3 separate regions of the Mus musculus genome follow, and all the other regions are linked to region 3. Evidence: chromatin contacts called from public promoter capture Hi-C data. All regions are on one chromosome and are shown on one strand. Each heading gives the region's core, a stretch centred on a gene start, on an enhancer-like site or on the middle of the called end of the contact. The rest is flanking DNA. Distances are from core to core; before and after follow the strand shown.

What was found. Promoter capture Hi-C pulls out the DNA fragments that hold promoters and counts their contacts. Capture Hi-C pulls out chosen DNA fragments and counts their contacts.
Region 1: a promoter capture Hi-C map of adipose tissue shows a contact between it and region 3. The contact joins the promoter of Igdcc3 here to the promoter of Rasl12 in region 3. A contact is called at or near these places in 2 of 39 promoter capture datasets (hematopoietic stem and progenitor cells and pre-B cells), 4 of 484 Hi-C or Micro-C datasets (embryonic stem cells and nephron progenitors) and 2 of 9 other capture datasets (adipose tissue and macrophages).
Region 2: a promoter capture Hi-C map of liver shows a contact between it and region 3, with 2.3 times the contacts expected there. The contact joins the promoter of Igdcc4 here to the promoter of Rasl12 in region 3. A contact is called at or near these places in 3 of 39 promoter capture datasets (fetal liver, hematopoietic stem and progenitor cells and liver) and 1 of 115 datasets of contacts at active chromatin or transcription factors (pancreatic cancer cells).

What each region holds. Positions count from the first base shown.
Region 1 is chr9:65,139,663-65,143,615 of GRCm38.p6, reverse strand. It overlaps Igdcc3 (immunoglobulin superfamily, DCC subclass, member 3), which reads right to left and starts at 2,462. Exons shown (of 14, transcript NM_001357257.1): 1 at 2,063-2,462. The coding sequence starts at 2,201.
Region 2 is chr9:65,098,768-65,102,770 of GRCm38.p6, reverse strand. It overlaps Igdcc4 (immunoglobulin superfamily, DCC subclass, member 4), which reads right to left and starts at 1,285. Exons shown (of 20, transcript NM_020043.3): 1 at 1,173-1,285. The coding sequence starts at 1,236.
Region 3 is chr9:65,396,486-65,400,453 of GRCm38.p6, reverse strand. It overlaps Rasl12 (RAS-like, family 12), which reads right to left and starts at 1,966. Exons shown (of 5, transcript NM_001033158.2): 1 at 1,787-1,966. The coding sequence starts at 1,889.

The sequences.
Region 1 (3,953 bases), core at 1,213-3,712, 260 kb after region 3:
TCACAGACGTTCAGGATGGAATCTTAAAAATTCAGTGCGATCCCAGCTTCTCCTCATCAACTATTTAAATCAAGGAACAGCAATGTGGCTTGTGTCGCATGGTTGTTTGACATGATTAACAAGAGAGCACTGCAGAAAATTAAAATCCCTAAAGCAATGCGAAGGGCTGGGATGTAGCTCATTTGGTAGAATGTTTGCATAAAATCCTGGTTTCCTTCCCCAGCTGAAACCCAGCATGGTTCCCTGTAATTCCAGCACTGGTGGGATGGAGGTGTGCGGACCAAGAATTAAAGTGAGAGGCATTTTGGCTTTTCACATACAGGGGAGACAACATGTCCCCTCACTGTGATTAAAAAAAAAAAACAAAACAGTAACAATTAAGCCTTGTGTGGGCCATTCACCTTTAATCCCAGCACTCAGGAGGCAGAGTCAGGTGGATCTCTGAGTCCCAAGCCAGTCTGATCTACAGAGGAAATTCCAGGGCAGCCAGTGCTACACAAAGAAACCCTGTCTCCAAAAAAACCCTAAAAAGCAGAATGAAATAGAAATAAATCAGGTTTCTATTTGCTGGTAAAAACCTCAGAGACTTGGTCCAGTGCCTGGTAGGGAGACCCTGTATTCAGGGTACGGGCTGTGTATGGCCTGTCCTCCTTATCCCATGCTCTGGGTGTTGTTTCTTTGGCCTTTGTTATAAGGAGAGTTGGGGAATGGTAAACATCAATTTACATTTCCCAGATTTAGCAGAAAACACTTGTGTACCTAGAATCTTCACTCCTGGGTAACCTCAGGATAAAAAAGAGCGGGAGGTGAGTGTGGGAGGGATGAGTGAATCAGGGTCCAGGCAGAAGGAATAGGCTCTCATATCCCAGAGGTGACAGCAAGTCTCTCCAGCAAGTACTTTACCAGATCAGTTATGCCTTCACTCCAAGAGAAACAAGCCCTCTTGGTCTAAAGGGGCGGGCACCGAGCCCCCACCACACATTTCCAGGGAACTAGTGACCCTGGACCCGGCTCCTCCCTCGCAGACTCAAGCCCCTCCCTGCTGGGTGAGACCTAGTGGGGTGGAGGGTCTAGGCATTGCCTTCTCTGTAGCATAAGGACAGTTTAAGACACTTGAGGATCACAGTCGTTCAAATCCTTTACATCCTTCACATATCCTAAGTCTGAGCCGCCTCTTCCCCCAATCCAACCCCGCTATAGCTATCGGGGATAAAGTTTCTCTCGGGTGCAGATGCAATATTTTGCTTTTTAGGAAGGAAGGGAAGGAAAGAATAATCCAAATGTGTGTCTGCGAAGGACTTGAGACAGCGGAGGGCTTAGATCCACATCCTTCTTTGCTGAGATGAATCTTTTACAGCCCGGGAGGAAGCGACGGGTAGCCGGGAGAACCCAGGGCAGGGACTCCTAGAGAGCTCCCTCGGGGAAGGGCGGGGCCCTGGGCAGCACCGCTGGTAGGCGCTTGCCCTGGGCGACCCTTTCCTCCAGCTCTCCCAGCCCTTGGCAGGATCGCCCACTCAGTCCACCAGGAATCTTTCCTTCCTGTTCGTCGGATACCCCCGAACCCAGTCCCAGCTCTAAACCCTGGGGGATGCCTTCTCAGCCCAGTGCAGTAGAGTCCCGGACCCCGACCCCGATCTGTCGCTTCCGGCTTCGTTCGCCTCGGGCTACTCAGGGTCCCCAGCCGAGCTCTGTGCACCCGGGCTCGCCTTCCTCTGTTGGGACTCCTCCGCTCTTTCTCCTCGGGCTTGTTTCCTCCACTCCGCACTGCCAGCTTGCCTTCCCAACTCCCGCTTTGCTCCGCTCCCAGTTCCTCTGCCCAGAATCGGCATCCTGCCCTGAACCTATCCTGAGCCCCGAAGGCGTAGAAAACCGAGCCCCGGCCCTCTCCCGGGGTTCTCCCGCCGAACCCCTGCAGTCCTTCAAACTACCGGCAGCCCTGCCGGAGTGGGTTTCCCCGTGCCCGCAGCGCGCTGTCCCGCCAGGTCCCTCCAGCACGCGCTCCTAGCGCAGGTTCCCGCAGTGTCCCGGGGTCCGCCCCTCTCGCCTGGGTCCTGAGGCTCACCCAGGCTTGGCGCAGGCAGCGGCAACAGCAGCAGCAGCAACAGCAGCGGCGGCGGCGGCGGCGGCAGCAACGGCGGCAGAAACCCGGGCCGGCGCAGCGCGGGCAGGCGGCGCGGGGACGCGGTGCGCGGCTCAGCCATCGGTCTCTCGGTCCGCTGGGCTCGGCGACGCACGGCGCTACTCAGGGGGGTGGTTGGGGTCTCACGGGCTCACAGCGTCCCGCGGGGCCGGCGCCGGAGCCGGGGCCGGGGCTCGGGCCGGGGCCGAGCCCGGGCGGCGGGAGGCTGGGGCCGCATGCCGGCCTTAGCGGGGATCGGGTATCACGGAGAGCGCCGCTTGCGCCATCTTGCACCCACCGCGGCGATCTGTCAGCCGCGCCCGGGGTGCGCGCTCCGCACTCCGCCCGCGCCCGCACCGCCCTCCTCCTCTGCCCGCCGCCCCCCTCTCCTCCCCTCCCCCAGCCCCCTCTCCCTGGAGGCCGGGTCTGGGGAACAAAAGAGCCGGCGAGCGCTTTAAGCGGCCGGACATTCCCGGCTGCGCAGCGGACGCGCCCCCTGCGCTTTGAACTGCAGCGGGAGCTGCCGCGCCGACCCGGACTGCAGTAAGGTATCCGCTCCTCGTGGTCCGTCCGGACTTGAGGATCTGGGAACGTGAAGACTGTGAGAGAGGGTCCCAGCTGCGGAAAAACACGCAAAACTGAGGTGTTTGCGTCCCCCCACTTTCTCAGCGGTGTCTCTTCCACTATACCCAACTCTGTGTTTTTAAAGACAATTCCCTTAAAACTGCTCAAAGTTGTTAGACATTCGGTATCCTCTAGGTTCCTTGTCCTATTCAAGGGATGAGTTGTGTAGCTTCAAGACTGGCTTCTCAAGGCTAAGTTAGGGCACTCCCGTAGGTGAGAAGAGCACCCCTAACATAAGAGCCCCATAGAAACCCGAGATCCCTCCCAGTTCTGCCTGCTGTCCAGCCCAGTCATTCTCACTGAGTTGGTCTGAAACCTGAAGACAACACTATATTCCCTCAACTTTGCGGATCTTTAAGAGCAAGGGTCCAGGTAAATGACCTGTAGCTGGGTCAGCACACTGGAAGGTACAGTCGCCAGCAACTTCTCTTTGCTATCGTATCTGATGTCTCACATATGGGAAGACAGCTCTTCAGAGAGACATATATGTGCTGTCCAAGTTGATGTTGAGTCTTGTCTTTTTACTACTGTATGCAGACATATGTTGGGGTCCAACTTGATGGGGGAGTCCATCAAAATTACAGAGCACCCACTTAACCCTGGTAGCAGTGTCTGTCTCTGGCAGCATTTGGAGGCAAGAGTGTAATGGCTTCTCACCTCTCCTAGCCCAGGGTGGCCTTGAATCCACTTTGTAGTAGTGGGTGATCTTGGATTGTTTAATCCTCCTGTCTCCACCTTCCAAGTTCGAGGAGTACAAGTATTTGGCACCATGCTTTCATGCAGGTAAGTAAAGAAGGCTTGGTTCAGCAGGGAAAGGAACCTGCAGCCAAGCCTGACTCACCAGCATCCCTGGAACCTACATGGTTGAAAAAGAAAATGACACCCATAGGAAATTATTCTCTGACAGCGAGCCACACTTGCACCATGGCACATGTACAAACATACACACATAGACACACACACACACACACACACACACACACACACACACACACTCACACAGAGTAAATAGATAAAATGTTCTGCAATTCTCTAATTTAAATCTAATTTAAAAAACTTTCAGAGGAGTCCAGGATAATGGCACACATCATTAATCCCAGCACTTGGGAAGCAGAGGCGGGTGGATCTCTGTGAGTTCAAGGCCATCCTGATCTACATATAGAGTTTTAGGGCAGCCAAGACTACGTAGTGAGACCCTGTCTAAAACAAC
Region 2 (4,003 bases), core at 36-2,535, 300 kb after region 3:
CTGTTTCCAGCACTCTCCCACCCGCTGTTTTCCTGGAGATGGGCCTGGGGTTGGCCCAGCGGAGGCTCCTTTCCACCACCCCCCGCCTCCCTCCCTGTCTCCCTCCCACGTGGCCTGGCCCAGTCTCTCTGGAAAGCCGCAGCAGCTGGAGAAAAATCCCCCTCCCCACCCCCACTGCCAAGTCCCTCCCCGACTCGCCCCGGACACATCCTTAACTCCCCCCTCGGCAGGGAAGGCAAGAAGTAATCGAACAAAGCGGGCAGCCCATCCCCCTCCAGGCCCTACCACCTAACCTCCTTTGGGCTGTCCCCCAAACGCACACCCCACTGAGAGTGAGAGGGCCGGGGGTGGTAAAAACAGCTTTGGCATACACACTTGGACACTTCGTCTCCCCCCGCCCCCAGTCCTTTCTTTGGTGTGGACAGTTGTGATCCTTACCCTTGACCCTACCCAACACTAGGACCTGGGCACTGGAGGGGGCCTTGCTGATCTCGTCCACGCTTCCCTGGTCCGCCCTTGGGGGTGGGGCAGGAGTGACACGCGTCCCATCCAGAGAGCGAGTGTTGGACGCGTTCGGCAAAGCAACTGGTTTCCTGCCCTTCCCCCAGCCCCACTCCGAACCCTGGGTTTGGGTCCACAACACCTCCACATTCCCCCAACCTCCCTAGCTGGCCCCAGGGGCCACACCCATTGGGCAAAGTTGAGTGTGGTTTTTCTCACCGCCGCCCCCATCAAGAGCAAGGACACTCCCCAAAAGCCAAGGCCAAATATTAGCTCAGTCCCATCCAGTTACACACGCACCCGACACAAATGGAGGTGTAAGTGTACACTCCCTCCCCGCCCGCTCTCTCAGGCACACTCGCGACCGCGAGACGCTTGCGGGCAGGGCAGAATCATGTCCCGCTTGCAGCCACCCGCGCGCTGGCGATGCTACCCGGCGCCTTAGGCACGCGCTGTGGACACGTTCCCCCGCAGGACACCCCCACCCCCGCAGGACACACACATGCAAACCTCACATGCACAAGGGCCACGCGCAGGGGGACACGCACGGTGCCAGGCTGTGCACAGCAAGGACACACACCCCCTGGGGGCAAGTCCCCACAGCCCCCGGCGCGCAAGCATCGCGGGCGCCGGGGACGCCCACTCGCGACTGCGGCCACCCGGGCCCTTACCGCGCGCGGACAGCAGGCAGAAGGTCAGCACCAGGAGCCCGCGGCCCGTGTCCGCCCGCGCCATAGGGCCGGGCTCGGGCCGCTGCCGCCGCGTCCGGGCGCCTGGGCCGCCGCCGGGGGAGGGCGCGCCGGGCGTCAGTGGCTCCGGGAGGCGCGGCGCCGCGGGCGGGGGCGCGGCCTCCGGGGCCGGGGCCCGAGCGGGGGCCGGCGCGGGGGCCGGGGCCGCGGCCAGCTCGCCCGCCCCTCCATCGCCATCTTGGGCTAGCGGCCCACGCGGGGGCGCCCCGCCAGTGTGGCCACCCTGCACCACAGGGGACACGCGCCCGCGCGCCACCAGCCTGCTCCTGCGGCTCACTCAGCACGCGGGAGCCTCCCGCTCCTCGGGTCACCTCAGGCTCCTTTCTGTTCATCTTTTTACCTGAGCCTCTGGATCTCTGTTCCCTAACCCTACCATGACTCTACCTTCAGGGTCGCCTCCACCTCTGTTCCAGGCTCAGTTCACTGAGACCTGTCCTTTTCCAACTCACAGCCTGACCTGAATCCTGTTTAGCCTCTCCACAGGCTGCACCAACAGACTCTCTGAGGACACTACAATTCCTTGTCCCCGCTACCTCTTCCATGCCAAGCTGAGGGATTCTCTTGGCTTCCTTCCTTCCTCCTCAGTAGCCAACCCAGTCTGTACTGTGTTCCACCTCTGTGAGGGACAACGAAGACTTGCTTACCACCATTTTACATACCTGCATACTGGGAATATTTGGGTTTGTAGTGGGGACTCCCTAAGGACAGGAGGCTTAAAGCAGCAGGTGCAGGGCCTGCTAATGGTGTTGAGCCTCCACCGGTCCACTCTCTTTTTCAGAACTGCCTCTTTTCCAACTGAGCTGGCCAGGTTAGTTGCCTCAGTGTGTCTAAAGCTGGGGGAATCAAATGTCAGGTTGGGTTGGGGAGAGAAAAACATACTAAACGTCTATTTAAAATGATGCGTTTGTGATGGGAGAGATGGCTCAGCGGTTAGAGTGCTTATTGCATTTGCAGAGGACCTAGATTTGGTTCCGGTACCCACCCAGGCGACTCACATCAGTCTGTAACTCTAGCTCCAGGAGGTCTGATACCACTGGGCTCTGTGGCATCTGCACCTACAAGCAGACACACAATTAGATACAATTTAAAATAAATAAAAATTATATATATATATCCGGATTTTGAGGCTAGAGAGGTGGCCCAGTGGCTAGAGTGCTTCCTGCCCTAACAAAGGACCTGGGTTCTGCTCCCAGCACCCATATGACAGCCATAACCATCTGTAATTCCATTTCCAATGAATCTGATGCCCTCTTCTGGGCTTTGTAGGCACTTTCCTGCACATGGTGCACATAAACTCATGCAAGTACACACATACACATAAAAAAAAATTTTTTTTTAAAGGAAAAATGCTACATTCTTCCTTTTCTTGTATCCATTGGCATCCCCATGATTTAGAATCATTTCCATTCCGGCTCACATGCTGCCAGTAAGTTCTATCCCTTTTGGGGAGGAAGAAGTTCCTGTACCCTCAAACCCATTATGTAGTCAAAGATGTCCTTGAGCCTTTGATCCTCTGGCCTCTGCCTCTGGAGTGCTGGGATGACCAGTATGCACCCCCAGGCCCTGTTAATGATAGCGGGGCTCTGAAACCAGGGCTCCTCACAGGTTAATCACATACTCAGCCAGCTGAGCCGCAGTCCCACTATGTCTGTACTTAGCAGATCTAAGGGACCCTGGCAAGGTCCTGCCTCAGCCTCGTTTTATCCCAGGGCTATCATTAGCAATTCATTCGATTACTCCTTCCTTGAAACCAAGTGATCTCCCGGTCCTCAGCCCTGGTCCACAGGGCTCTCATCTTTATAGGAGTGATGCTGAGCAGATACCTCCAGCCTGAACCTTCTCCCCAAGCTTGCATTTCCAGTTCCTGCTCAGCAGTTTACATCCTGATCTTCCCATCCCTCCTGCCACCTCCAGACTGCTGTCTTGCTTCCTAGAACCACAACATTCTTCCTGTAGCTCAGATCCAATATTTTTGAATTATTAATTATTAATGTATATGTGTGTGATTTGTGTGGGGTCAAACCTGGAGGTCAGAGGACAACTTTGGAATGTCCCCTGGGCTTTACCTGCTGAGCTGCCTCCAGGGCCTTGAGGCTCACGTCAAAATTGAAATCAAATCGTACACTCACCCTTGACCCCTCTCCACCTGCTTTTCCGTCCTCACCTCTCACCTGAATTGTTATGGCACCTCCCTGCCACCTTGCTGTTTCTGGCCTTTCCTCTTTGTGTGTCTTGGTCCAAACAGCAGCCAGTTCCCGTCACAGCTCTGTCAGGCTTCCATCTCAGAGAACAGAACCAAAGTCCTGCCTCTTACTACACTGCTCAACTTGTTTACCCCTCCCCAGCAACACCAACCCCTTCCCTTCCAGCCTCAAGACCTTTGCCCAGAACTGGGGATGTTAGAAATAGAGTCCTTGCCTAACACGCACGAGGCCCTGAGTTCAATGCTCATCACTGAGAAGGGGAAGAAAGAACGAGAGGAGGGGGAGGAGGAGAGGTAGAAGGAGTAAAGAGGAGGGGAGGAGGGAGCAGGCGGGATGGGGATGAGCTTTGCCATCACGAGGTGAGGTCCACTCCTCCCTACTGCAGTGTCAGGACGTCTTCCAGGAGCTAGGGATGCTGCTCACATGCTGGAGAAACCCTGGGTTCAGTTCCCAGCACTGCTTGGCCATACACGCCTGTAATCCCGCACTTTCACAGCAGAGGTGAGAGGATCCTCAGCTGTATATAAGGAGTTCAAGCCCAGGCTGGCC
Region 3 (3,968 bases), core at 717-3,216:
CAGAGACAGTAAGCAAGCCCAGTGGTTCTCAAACTGTGGGTCGCAACCCCTTTGGAAGTCAAATAACCCTTTCACAGAAAACACAGATATTTACATTATACTCGATAGCAGTAGCAAAATTACAGTTATGAAGTAGTAACAAAAATAATTTTATGGTTGGTGATCACGAGGAACTGTATTAAGGGGCTGCAGCATTAGGAAGGTTGAGAACCACTGGAGTACATGAAGAACGGACTGGCTATTGCCGGGAAGAGTCTGACCCCCCCCTCTCCACCCCAGGGCATGGTTTTCCAGGCAAGGTCCAGAACAGACTGTGTCCCAAGTAAACACTCTAGTCTGGGCCCTCTACACCTTGGGCTCTCAGTGGGACTTCCACACCCCTCTTGGTTAGCTCTTGAAAGTGTAAGACTTGAAAAACGTAGTTCTTTTTCCCTTGTAGCGTGCACTAACAGGATTGCTTCTGTTAAGAGCTCAGCACATAAAACCAAGGGTCAGCCAAATATATTATGCTGGACTCTCGATAGGATTAAAAATAAACGCAAGATTCTTTTGAAGGATTCCTAACACTGCCCGTTGGCAAACTACTAGCCAGGGAACACATATTCTAAACTTTCTGGCACTGAAGATGTTACCTGGTTGGTTGAGTGTTTGCTTACCACGTACGAAGCCCTGGGTTCCATCCCCAAGTTTACCAGTGCCAGGAATGGTGGTACACATTTACAAACCCAGCACTTGGAAGAGGAAGGTAGAGGATTCAGGAATACAGGGCCATCCTTGCCTTCATAACAAGTTCTGGGACAGCCTGGGCTACATGAGACTGCCTCAAAAATAAAAGAGAATTCCTTCATCCGTGTAGTCACTAGCTGACCATTGGTTGAGTCACTGGGAACAGGCTGGTTTTCAAAGGAAAACCGTGTTTTGGGTTCCACTTCTGAGCCAGGAGTGCTGACTTCAAACTTCCTCAGAGAATCTCAGAGAAAGGAAGAGAAGGAAAGTCATAGCTCACAGGCCTGGTGGCCATTCGCTGTAGGCTGGAACTGGGTAGCCAGAGGAGCCCCTTCTGGTCCCCCATCTTCAGCTGGTTGGGTCTTTAAGTGTCAGAGAGCAGGGCAAACACTCCTTTTGGGGTCTCTGTGATGACTTTTAGAAGTGATGAAGGTCTAGGATGACAGAAATTATCTTAGTAGTAGCCCAAGATCCCAGGTTTCCCAAGGACAAGGTCTTGGCACCTGGGACTACAGACTTTCTTGAAAGTCAAGAGGGGTCTGGCTTGAAACAAATACATTTGATAAGAATAGTCTGTTTCAGAGTCCCAAGGGTTGGCAGTGGAGGAGTGGCCCAAGCCTGAGAAATTCTAATCTCAAATGACTTCTACTAAGTTTCTTGGAGGGGGTGGGGTGGACAGCACAGATCAAGGAGTAGCAAAGATGCCACTGAATTCAAAGGGGACCCAGGACTGGAGACCAGCGCCAACAGGTCTCGTTAGTGTCAGCTGATGAGATTTGGCTGCTGGTCCTAGGGATGCAGATAAGTAGAGGAACTAAGAGAAACACAAAGAGAGAATTTGGGGGGGGACAGGAGTCACAGGCACCGAGAACAGAGGCAGAGGCAGGCAAGCAGCTAAAGATAACCAAAGCGATGGAGAAGCAAGGCGAGAGTGATAGCCTGCAACAGAGAAACTGAGGCAAAAAGCAGTCTTAGGGACTCACCCAACCACCGGGAGAAGCAAGCCCCTGAGAGCTGGTGGATGAAGCTGCCCTCATCCTCCGCTCTCCAAGCTACTCACCAGACTTGCCCGCTCCGCGGCGCCCAAGGATAGCCAGGTTAACTTCCAGGGGCACGCTGTGCGGCCCGCTGCCAGCTCGGGGCTTGCCGAACACCGACGACATGGCGAAGCTGCAGATGGCCACGCCGGTCTCCCGGCCCGATGGGCTGCTAGTTGCACGCCCCCAGTCACTCAGACTATGGTGTCCGCCCGCTGGAGGAGGGGCGTGGACGGGGCGTGGCCTCCATGCTCCAACTGCCTTTTAAAAGCCGCTGAGCCCCCAGCCAGAGCACCCTGCAACCAGGGTTGCACTCCTTGCCTCCTGGTGGGTCTCTGTGTCACTTTTGCTTTAGACCACAGCCAGCTCACCCTCAGCACTTTACTTCTGTGTTTTGCATGGGCGACTCCAAGTAGCATCGCTGCAGAACTCAGGCTCCTGGGACAAAGGATTTGTGCCCCTTGCTAAGACTTCATGACCTAGCCAGGTGTTTTATGCTTCTAGTCCCAGCATTTGGGAAGCTGAAGGAGGGTTGCAGCAGTGGTGCATTGGAGGCCAACCTGGGCTATTCCAGGGTAGCTTAAGTTACATGTGAGGCTGTCTCAAACCAAACATAAAACACCTCACCCACGCTCCTGTAAGTAAACCTATTTGAACTCATTGGCTCGCCAAAAATTAATCAAAAGTATGACAATTGGAAGGAAGGTAACTGGGAAGAGGAAGGGGATACGTGAGTGGTAGGGACATGAGAGGGACTATGGGGGCTGTGGCTATGACCAAAATGCATTAGATGCATGTGTGAAAATGTCACATCAAGACTCATTATTATGTATAATTGATAAATGCCACTAAAACGTAAAGCTTTCTACAGGTTTGGCTTCCAGAAATCTAATCCATCCTGGAATACTTTTTCTCCCTGACAGGAGTAAAATGTGAATGTGTCTTCTTTGTTCTGGAGTGGACAGCAGTTCTGAGCTTGGTGATGAGGTTGATGAAGTAGGGGTCATTCCCTGGGGTCTCAGATCAGGCTATGCTGGAGATAGGGCACAAGAGCTTAGTTGCTGAGATAACTTTGGGAAAATCACCCACTTCTTTGGGTTTCTTTTCTTTCTCTCTTTCTTTCTTTCTTTCTTTCTTTTTTCTTTTTTTGCAACGCAATAGCAGCAATGGACCAGCCCTTCTTTGGGTTTTGATGTCCCTGTCTATAAATACCAATGGGCAGATAAATGCAAATTTTGGGGTGTGATTTTGGCAGGCCTGAGTAAATTCTAGAACCCTGAAGGCCTGTATTCTGGAAAACACTGATGCTGGAGAGGGAAGGGCATACTAGCTCCATCCCATTCCTGGCCCATAATGGTGAGCTGTCACCCATTCACCCACTGTGAGGGGAATCCACCTGCTTCCATAGCTGTTAAGCTAATAGAAAGTCTTTGTTAGTTAGGCAGCAATTACACTGGGTGTTTGGGATCCCAGTGTAGCCTTGGGCCTTTCTCAGGGTGAGCTTTTCAGCACAGAACTATTTCCCAGGTTGACACATATCAGTTAGCAAGAACAGTTAGCCAGAATCAGAATTACAGAAGCCAGAAAAGCAGTTAGAGACTTTCCCAGAACTATGGGCTTTAATGAATCAGGTCTTTGTTCTTGTTTGGGCAGGTGGTGCTGTATATGAGCCACATTTTGTGGCCTGAATGGTACTTCCATCATGGAGTCGGTTCTGTTAAGGTCTGGGCCTGACTAAGTTCTGGGGGGTCCTGTTATACCAGTCAGAAAACAAAAGACAAAAAACATGGAAACCTGGCCAGCAGGCAGAGGGTCCAGGGTATAAACAGGATGGCAGTGTCCCTCCTAAGCAAGAAAAAAACAAAACAAAACAAAAAACATTTTTCTGGCCAGGATGTGAATTCTGACTTGGTCTAGCTGTTGAGGGATTCACAGTAAACCAGCTGTTATAACGCTTGTGAGGTACCAGAGGGATTTGTTTACATTATACCTCAGACTAGACTTGCTTGAGCAGCTGATGCATAAGGGGTTTCCTCTGAGTTGGAAAAGTAGGAGCCGCATTGTAGCCACATCCCCCGGCTGGCTAAAGTCCTGTGCAGACTTTCCAGATGGGGCCCATGAGGAGAAAACTTGTCTCATTGCAGGAGCGCTGCAAAGGTCAAGGGGGAGCCAGCACAGGTCCAGCAGATGAGAGGTTTTACCACT